2 separate regions of the Hordeum vulgare genome follow, and region 2 is linked to region 1. A link is a contact called in public Hi-C data. All regions are on one chromosome and are shown on one strand. Each heading gives the region's core, a stretch centred on a gene start, on an enhancer-like site or on the middle of the called end of the contact. The rest is flanking DNA. Distances are from core to core; before and after follow the strand shown.

Region 1 (5,161 bases), core at 1,378-3,877:
TTTAGGATACTCCTTGTGTCCTGGGCACCCTCGAGCTACCCATCGTTTTGCTTCCTGGTATTTCTATTGGGTCTCCTGGGCTCCAAAACTCTTTCCGGGCGTAACGGAAACAAAACAGGCGCAAAATAAAACATAAATGACATGCCAAGCACTGTTTTTGGGACGGGTTGTTTTTTCTTTCGGCTCCATAAAACACCGGGGCATTTGGCCCCAATCCGCTGAACCAATCGGGGCCTTAGTATATTGAAAATGTTGACATGTCCTCGGGCATACTTAAAACTTGATTATGCTTTCGGAAAAGTGATAAGTGGGCCAATACCCTATTGCAGCGATATGTCCTTATACACTTAGATTCACCTTAACTGAAACCTTATTTTTATCAAGTGTGGTTAATTCAAATAATTTATTCTCTTTTTTGCAGTGGTTCTTGATGAACCTTTAAGCTACAGTCTGGATGACTGCATAGAGTATATTCAAGAAGATGAGCTAGTCGAGGTTACACCTGAGAGCATCCGCATGTCCAAGAACCCAAAAATTTCGAAGAAGAACAACAAGAACTAGGCCTCCTGGAAGGATAACCAATATACGCTATTGGATCATTTCATTCTGCAACCATGGGTTTCCGATAGAAAACCTGGCTGTTGCTTCGGCTTGTTTGATAGTGACCAGTATATGACGAGAGATACCATGAGTCAGTCAGCAAGCTATTTTTGGTGGCCTACACTGTTGAGATTAGGATTATACTCAAAATTTTGCAATGAAGCCGTTATAGTAATCAAACTCAGATGTTACATATCCGTAACTCACGGACTAGTTGCTCTACATTCTTGCAGTACAGCTGTTACTGATACCTATACTACGCGTCTGCACGTACGCTTGTCTAGGGGCCAGTTCTTTTGCTGGCTTATTCTAAAACTTGATTAATAGGCTTCTAAAAAAATATTCCAGCTGTTACAATTTTTTTAAAGTCTATTATTTAAGGCTTGACTAGTAGGCTTCTAAAAAAAATATTTTGGTTTATTCTAGAAGCTTAAAAAAGCCATAAAAAAACTGACCCTAAGCGTGTGGTGGCAAGCTCGCGCGTTGGATCTTTTAGGACGGGTGTGACCTATCGGGTTAAATAAGCGTCAGAATATATTCTCTGCACTTACAGTGTGCAACATATGTCAGGCCTTGACCACAAGACCCCACCTGGCGGGAAGGCGACCGGCGCACGGGTGGGCTGAGCACGCAAGGCCAACCCGCGTTACTTCGGTCCACAGTGGGCGCGTCCGACCTGTGACGGAGATATAGCCCTAGAGTAGGGTCATAGACCTGACCTATACGTCCTATCCGAAGGCACCTCATTATTAGTTTAAGGATTACAAGGGAAATTCCTACTGGATCGCGACAACATCTAATCCACTCGATACGGATCCATTCAAACAAGTACATTCCATCCACTCGGATGACAGTCAACCACTCGACCGTATGACTCACTCGGGTATGCAAATACCAACAGTCGGCAAGGCAGTCGAAGCATAGAGGAGGTTCTGTAGTGGGCTGACATTATGACATAATGCCTCATCTTGTAACATAAGAGGTGAGGGGGTGGCGCATTCTATATAAGCCACCCTCCTCCACATAGCTAGGACCAGCTTCTTCTCCGCCTGCGGGCTCATTCTTTCTCTGGAGCTCTGGCTCTCTCTATACCATGTAACTCATGTCCATGACAGATAAAACTAAGCCTCTCCGGAGCACGAGACGTAGGGTTGTTATCTCCACCGTGAGAGGCATGAACTCGCTAAACCACCGTGTCACCCATTTGCATCCCGATAGATCATGCTCCTTTATCCTACCCCATTTCTATTGTCGAAATCGTTACCACGACAGTTGACGCCCACCGTGGGGCATGGTGTTTATCGAGCCATGATGCAAATGGTATTTTCTTCAATCTTCACTAACCCAAGCTGTTCTAGGATGATCTCCCGAAGATCAAACAATCATCATCAAATATTAGACTATGGGAGTCCCGGCCATCACACATGTTAGAGTTGTGTCGAATATTGTGTACAAGGTATGTTACAGTTGGACTTGTAGTTGTATTGTGTTTAGATAGGATATGGAGTCGTGTCCAAACATGACAACTTATATCCTAGGCCCCTCATATATAGCGGGGGTAGACACACGATGTAACATATGCCAACATAATAGCACAGGTGTGCATGGGGAGCCGGCGGCGTGTGTCGGTACCCAAGGCGCCCAGGGTGCGGTGTTGTGACGGTGTCACGGGGAGGAGCGCCCGTAGTCATGACTCGGGAATGTAGCCATATCGGTGAACCTCGTTAATAAATCTTGGTGTCGTGCTCGTGTGATTGCCTGGTCCTCGGATGATTGACGGAGTGCCTCGGTTTTATTCTAACAAGTGGTATCATGAGCAAGGTTACGAAGAGGCGACAGACTGTTGATTTAGAGGATGGAAGGCAATCAGAAGCGGTGGCTGCAGCCTGCAGGTCTTGAGCATCCAGGAGATTTCGCCGAGATCGGATGCGGCGGCGGTGCAACGTTCGTACAGTTGGTGTCCTCGATGCATAGCGAGCGAGCGGCCTGTGGCGCTGTGTGGGCTGGCCCTGGCGGGGTTTGGCTGATGCAGGAAAGCTGCTCGTTCGTGGCAAGTCTGGCCGAACGCGCGTTGCGACGAGGGGCAAGGTGGACAGAGCCGTGGAAGCTGTAGACGACATTTGTTTTGGATAAAAGGAGGACTGAGTCCTGGTGCGACACGGACAGAGGCAGTCAGATCGAATCGAGCGAACAGAAAATCAGCATGGGTACCGAACCATCAAGGAGAGCAGGGCAAAGCAAAGCTAGCATTGGTCCGTGCCTAGCAGGCAAAATATTGAAGCAACAGTCGAGAAGGTTTTTTTGGCAAAGCATCAAGTGCTAGTACAGGAGCTCTCGTGAGTAGCAAAATTCAATCAATCTTTGATCTGGTGTTTCTGCTGCTTGCACACGAGAAGTGTACCAGGGAAGTTTGTGCTTTGCTATGTGCACATGGATTGCAGGGCATCATTTGAAGCTTGGATATAATTCTTTCAAAGGGTCGGTCCTACAAAGAATCATGGTGCCAACGGGTACCAGGTTTGAGGTGAAGAAGTTTGACGAAACTAAAAACCTTGGGTTATGACAGACAATGATGAAAGATTGTTGGCGCGACAAAGATGCTTGAAGGCGTTGCAGTAAGTCATGTCAGCTAAGATGGAATTATCATGTGATGGATGGAAATTCGTGGAAGATAATTTGCGAGCCTGGAGTGTGTCATCCAGTTGGACGATATCGGCTGTGTCAGACCAGAGTCTGACGGATCGACGCAAGTCGGTTGGTACAGAAGACGGTGGTGGGATTGGCGACGGCGACGTAGGAGCATGATGCTGATGGTGACCGACTTCTGGGCGTGGAAACACGTGGTGCATGCCTGGTGGCTTGTGCGGCTTCAACAAGACTATGGCGCGGGGTTGATTCAAGGTGGTGTACACACGGATCTTGAAGTCGACGGGGCGCATGGGTGGATTGATCATCTACCATGGAGTCATGTTGAAGGTGGATATGGAGTCTGGAGGACTTCACTCACGGAAAAGCGAGTGACACGTGGTTTGGACTGGAGCTCGGTGGTCTGATGGAAACGTGATACTCGTCATCGGTCGGTGATGATCGGTGGTACTCTGCACTAGGGGTTGCGTGGTGTGGGTTCGCGACCCTTGAGACTCGACCGGGACAGCGGAGGCTCGACGCGATAGTAGCGGCGAGGCGTGCGGTACGCACGGGACATGGAGACGGGCTAGGGCTCTGGTGGTCATACATGTGGTGAGACAACTGCGAATTTGACTCGGGGTGACTACAAGCAATGGTGAAATTCCTTCAAGTTTCAGACGGGCGGTCAAGGAAGAGCGGTGATGTTGATTTCAGGTAACTCTTATGTGCGACACCCAATATGAGTTGTTCACTTTCACGCAGGTCAGTGATCGGTGTGTGATGGTGTTGGATACTCTGGAAGTTGGGAGCGCAACTAGAGTAATGTGGAGCTTAATCTCGTTCGAGCGTTGACTATGGTCAGGAAAAGAAGGAACTACAAGTTGCAGGTGGAGTCACATGGAGTCTTTGTAGTAGCAACGGTGCTCATGGGACAAGTTTAAGTCCAATGTGTTGGAAATATGCCCTAGAGGCAATAATAAATTAGTTATTATTATATTTCTTTGTTCATGATAATCGTTTATTATCCATGCTATAATTGTATTGATTGGAAACACAATACTTGTGTGGATACATAGACAAAACACTGTCCCTAGTAAGCCTCTAGTTGACTGGCTCGTTGATCAAAGATGGTCAAGGTTTCCTGGCCATAGGCAAGTGTTGTCACTTGATAACGGGATCACATCATTAGGAGAATCATGTGATGGACTAGACCCAAACTAATAGACGTAGCATGTTGATCGTGTCATTTTGTTGCTACTGTTTTCTGCGTGTCAAGTATTTATTCCTATGATCATGAGATCATATAACTCACTGACACCGGAGGAATGCTTTGTGTGTATCAAACGTCGCAACGTAACTGGGTGACTATAAAGATGCTCTACAGGTATCTCCGAAGGTGTTAGTTGAGTTAGTATGGATCAAGACTGGGATTTGTCACTCCGTGTGACGGAGAGGTATCTCGGGGCCCACTCGGTAATACAACATCACACACAAGCCTTGCAAGCAATGTGACTTAGTGTAAGTTGCGGGATCTTGTATTACGGAACGAGTAAAGAGACTTGCCGGTAAACGAGATTGAAATAGGTATGCGGATACTAACGATCGAATCTCGGGCAAGTAACATACGGAAGGACAAAGGGAATGACATACGGGATTATATGAATCCTTGGCATTGAGGTTCAAACGATAAGATCTTCGTAGAATATGTAGGATCCAATATGGGCATCCAGGTCCCGCTATTGGATATTGACCGAGGAGTCTCTCGGGTCATGTCTACATAGTTCTCGAACCCGCAGGGTCTGCACACTTAAGGTTCGACGTTGTTTTATGCGTATTTGAGTTATATGGTTGGTTACCGAATGTTGTTCGGAGTCCCGGATGAGATCACGGACGTCACGAGGGTTTCCGGAATAGTCCGGAAACGAAGATTGAT
Region 2 (4,949 bases), core at 2,011-4,510, 440 kb after region 1:
ATGAGCAGGGGCGGCACCCTCGGTACTACATAGTCATGCTCGTATTCATGTTGATCGCTCTTCTATTCTACATCATGTTGTAGATAGAGATGATGAAACTTGTGGGTGTGCCATGACCATGCAGTTGCGCTTACTCGAGACATGACATGATCGCACTTATGTATCGCAATTTTCGAGACTATGTGATGATATTTTCTGTTGAATGATAATGATGATGATGATGATGCATGGTATTATGACAAGACTATTGTATGTATATGATATGTGAGAAGGGTATATGTTTAATATGATGTGATGAAACTATTGTATAGAATCTGTATAAATAAATCACAAATACGTAGAGGGTGCAAATTTGCGAAAACTGTAAAAGTTAGCAGTAGCGTTGGTTAATACTTACCAGTAGCGCGACTTAGTAGCAGCGCTTTCTGCGAGCACGCGCTACTACAATAGTTAGCAGTAGCGCTGGAGGGGGAAGCGTTACTGCTAACTATACTTACCAGTAGGGCTGCCCATACCAACGCTACTACTAGTTATTAGCTGTAGCACGATAGCAGTAGCGCTCAGCTCAGCGCTACTACTATAGGATTATCAAGCGCTACTGGTAGGCTTTTCCCTAGTAGTGGTGAGTACAAAGGTACTCAGCAAGACTTACATTAGAACTATCTACATATGCATCATTATCAACAAGGGGGCTTGTGGAGTTTATTGCAGCAAGCCATCCTTGACTCTTGGCTAACATGTACTACGGCTACGAGTACTTTCTTTGAGGTGAGCGAGAGCACACGGGGCGACATGATAACCAAATGAATACACCACTATGGATCCTCTCCCGTCCCCCTACGAGAAGGTCATCCATAACAGTCACACTTATCTTGCGCATTTTTAGAGTATCCATTTCAAGTTGTCTATGCACCACATAAGTTTTCCAAGTAGTCCATATCCGAGGACGCGGCTATTCGAACAGATTAGTTCACCCTGCAATGGTATACTTCTTCACACACGCTCTCACCACTTATCACCATATGCACGTCATGCATCTCGGCACCCTTCAAGCAGAAGCACTGGCGTGGGTGTCGGCCACGTCCGTTAACTACACAAGACCCTAGTCCAAGTTTATTGCCTATTTGAGACTGAACCTGCAAGGAAATCTGGCCGAAGTTTCGTCTACAGCCTCAAATGATGTGTGCAGGGTTCCAGAAGCCCACCATTCGGGTGCCACTTGGTACACCGTGCCACTGTACATATACGGTACTAAAGCCCACCACATTGAGAAACGCTAAACACTGTCGCCGTCACTTTTCCTACAAACACCAGAAACTAGTTGCAACTCCTGGACAGAGATCAAGGCGATTAATAAGCCAAGAGCCCACCCAAGGATCCCAATGTGTGGTAGTATCTTGTATTGGATAGCATACACAAAACCCAGTTCTTAAGGACGGTCTCAATGAGACAACCCGCCATGTACTCCTACATGACCTATCATCGCTACCTTTACCGATTCGGATTCACACACTTAGCTCTCACGTAGCAGGACATGTTTAGAACCATTCCATTTCATCGCCGAGATGGATCAGACCCGACACAGCTCTAACAATAGCACACACAGTAAGCAAGCATGCATGAGTAGGCACAACAAGGCTCAAGCAGTTCCTACTAATGCTAAGTGGTTTCAACTATTCACAGTGGCAAAGACAGGTCATGCAAAGGATAGTTCAACTATCGGGAATAGGTAATAGTTGAATCATTATTGTCATAATGTAGTAAAAGAGAGCGGGAGTGAGGGAGTGGGTTTGTATCGGTATGCTCAAGGGGTGGTTGTTTGCCTAACAGTTCTCAAGATAATACTTCTCTTCATCAGTGTCAACGATCACAACGTCGGAACCATCGTCTACCAAGAAGGAACAACCCCGACAAACAAAGAAGGAACAACATTCAATACAATGCAACAAACAAGATGTACAATATGGCATGTTAAGGTGCTGAATTGATCTAATGCAACAATTGTCTAAGTTAATTGAAGTGGAATTTTAACCTAGTTCAAATTCCAACTGCAAATGTTATTTCACGAATTTCCCTAATCAAGAAATGTCCTAATTGGTGATGTTAACTTGCTCGAACTTGCATGATAATGATACAGATGGATTCTTTGGATTTTTTTTATTAATTTTCATATATAAACTATTTTCATCCGACTTATATATTATTTACAATGAATTTTACAAGTTTAATACAGTTTGTGAAATTTATAAATCTTTTCCGATTTATTTAAATTTCCAGAAAGCATTATTGTGTCACCAACTCACCATAACGTTAGATTGATGTCCGCAAGTCAACTGACATCGTTCAATCAAACCTGACATGTGGGTCCCATGTGTCATACACACTTATAATTAACAAAGTTTAATTAACTCACTAACTAAACAAATGAGCAGCGGGCCCCATCTGTCATTGGCTAGGGTGGTTAATTAGTGACAACATTAGCTGCTAATGATGTTTCCACATCACAAGCGCCGGCGGTTAGTCGCTGGTGACAATAGCTGACGCCACAGGAGCTCGGATCAAGCTGTAGGCGTCGGTTTGCAGCACCGTTTGCGGCTACAAGTAGCTTGGGTCGAGCTCTATCGATTAGAGGAGGATACGGACCCAATGGTCGCCGGAATAGTAGATGGCGGTGGATTTTGCGGCGGCTGCATCTCAGACTTGTCAGGTACATGGAATGCAGTCCGCAGGCGAGCAAATGAAGCGGCTCGACGACCTCCTGGAGGCACTAGGAGCACTAGAGCAACATTTTGCAAGCCAGGGGAGCACAGAAGCTCGCATTCATCGGTCATGGCGGCCAGCGGCGCTCGGGCTCGTGGGGTTGCTTGCTATATGGCATGCGCAGTCAGGGAAACAGAGGTGTTGACTCGGTTGCTCACCAATGGGCCAGCAGGGCATCTCAGTGGCTCGGGGAGGCTCTTGCGGTGGAGAATCGAAGACGAAGATCTATCGGAGCAGAGGAAGAAGATGGTGGGGATGGTGGCGAAGCAATGCTTCCTAGCTCGTGGGCACTATCTGTAACACGTAGCCTAGCTTTGCGAATCTTCTGGACATGCCAACATGTCAAAGAGGTTCCGATGGCCCCGGGGACGACGGCAGCGTGCACTGACTGCTTTGGGGCGAGCACATAATAGATAGGGGGAGGCGAGGGAGAGAGCAGTGAGAGAGGGGGCAAGTGAGAGGAAGTCATTCTCATCTCCTAGATGAGGTGGTCGACTCGGGGAGGGTTATGCCACCGTGAAAGACGAAGCAGAGGGCTGGGTGGGAAATCCCTATTCGCCGCACTCTACGTCTAAATGTCGAGGCTTCGCACACGGGCTCCCACCTGGTAATGGGCCGGTCCATTTACATGCCAACAACTCCGGTTTTGGAAACCTTTTAGAGATTTTCACCCAATTTTTTCGGTTTTGAAAACTTTCTATATGATTTCCTGAACCGGTTTTTCCTTTTTCTTTATTTTTTGTTTCTTTTTTTCTATTTCTGATTAAAAATGTTCTGGATTTTTAAAAATGTTCCGAAATTTGAAAAAATGTTTCGGAATTTGATAAATGTTCCGAAATTTGAAAAATGTTCAGGATTTAAAAAAAACGGTCCAGAATTCGAAAAAAAATCCGGATATGAAAAAATGTTTTGGAATTTCAAAAAATGTTCCAAAATTTTAAAAAATGTTATGATATTTTGATTAAAATGTTTCTAAATTTTCAAAAAAAATGTTCCAAAATTTTAAAAAATGTTCCGGAATTTGAAAAAATGTTTCGGAATTTGAAAAATGTTCCAGAATTTTAAAAAATGTTTGAGAATTTAAAAAATGTTGAGGAATTTTAAAAAATGTTTCAGAATTCAAAAAAATGTTCCGGATTTGAAAAAATGTTCTGAAATTTAAAAAATGTTCCAAATTTTGAAAAAATGTTCTGATTTTTTTTTAAAAGTATTATGATATTCTTACTGAAATGTTTCAGATTTTTCAGCTGGTGGTCGCTAACTTTTTCTCTGGTCTCCACATTAGCTACTCGTGGCTATCTTGGGCCGGCCGAGTCTGTGCGTCCGCTCGGCAGTTGCCGCAACGAGCGGCGCATAGGAGGTCCCGGCTGGGTGTGCACGTGTCGACACACGCTTGTCTACTGGCCGGGGGTGGATAAAGACCGGTTCGCCCCTCGTGGGCTGGGCCACTAGGTAATCCACGTAGTCTTTCGCCCTTTTCCTAATTGTGTTTTATTTTCTATAGCAAAAGGGGGCATGCGTTGCAACGGGAGAAAGAAATACCACACAGCACACGCTCTTAATTTATAAAAAAATGTCTATAATTTGAGAATTTATAGTTACGATACAAATAAAGATGGTCTTATCATACAAAAATGCAGTTCAAAATTTCACAAGTCTTCTATTTTAACACGGCTTGCATGTAGATTTAATACGTACAAAGAATCAGTCAAGTGACCTTCAGTTTCATCTCTAATCCTGATTTTGTTGACGTGTTCATTCCCAACCCGGATGAGTATCAGTATGAAAGAAAGACGAATAATGACTTATTCATTAAGATTGCACCCTAAATAGTATTTTTATTAAACGTTTAACAAATAAAATAATATCATATTTAAATTCTACATATTTTTCTAATCAAATTCCATGTATAATATGTTAAATTTGGAGTTACGGTTTAAAAGATATGAGTTTTAAAAAAATATTTAATATATACTACGAGTTTAATGTCATAAACAGTAAGGGCTTTTTTGTAAAATCACCTCGGTGGGTTTTCCGACGGAAGCGATAGCCTCTTTATTATTAGGTAAATATTTTGAAAATATGTTTGAATTTGGTTGCTAAATCAAATTATTCATAAACTACTGAAAAAATTACGTGCCCTCTTGAAATATATTCACTGTCACTCATCAAGTTTCAGAATATTTGGA

What was found. Hi-C and Micro-C count contacts between places; a contact is called where the count stands out from the background.
Region 2: a contact with region 1 is called in a Hi-C map of leaf, with 6 times the contacts expected there. The contact joins two enhancer-like sites. A contact is called at or near these places in 2 of 6 Hi-C or Micro-C datasets (leaf and seedling).

The regions. Positions count from the first base shown.
Region 1 is chr6H:299,954,829-299,959,989 of MorexV3_pseudomolecules_assembly, forward strand. It overlaps LOC123401218 (putative elongation factor TypA-like SVR3, chloroplastic), which reads left to right. Exons shown (of 14, transcript XM_045094957.1): 14 at 422-802. The coding sequence ends at 561. Among protein-coding and RNA genes, the nearest start is that of LOC123401218, 39 kb to the left of the region's middle. Within about 2 kb of position 2,628, at least 2 of the 3 cell types and tissues checked have open chromatin away from gene starts, as enhancers often do. A contact at or near this core is called in leaf and seedling, where this site is marked.
Region 2 is chr6H:300,397,256-300,402,204 of MorexV3_pseudomolecules_assembly, forward strand. No RefSeq gene overlaps it. Among protein-coding and RNA genes, the nearest start is that of LOC123406098, 260 kb to the left of the region's middle. Within about 2 kb of position 3,261, at least 3 of the 3 cell types and tissues checked have open chromatin away from gene starts, as enhancers often do. A contact at or near this core is called in leaf and seedling, where this site is marked.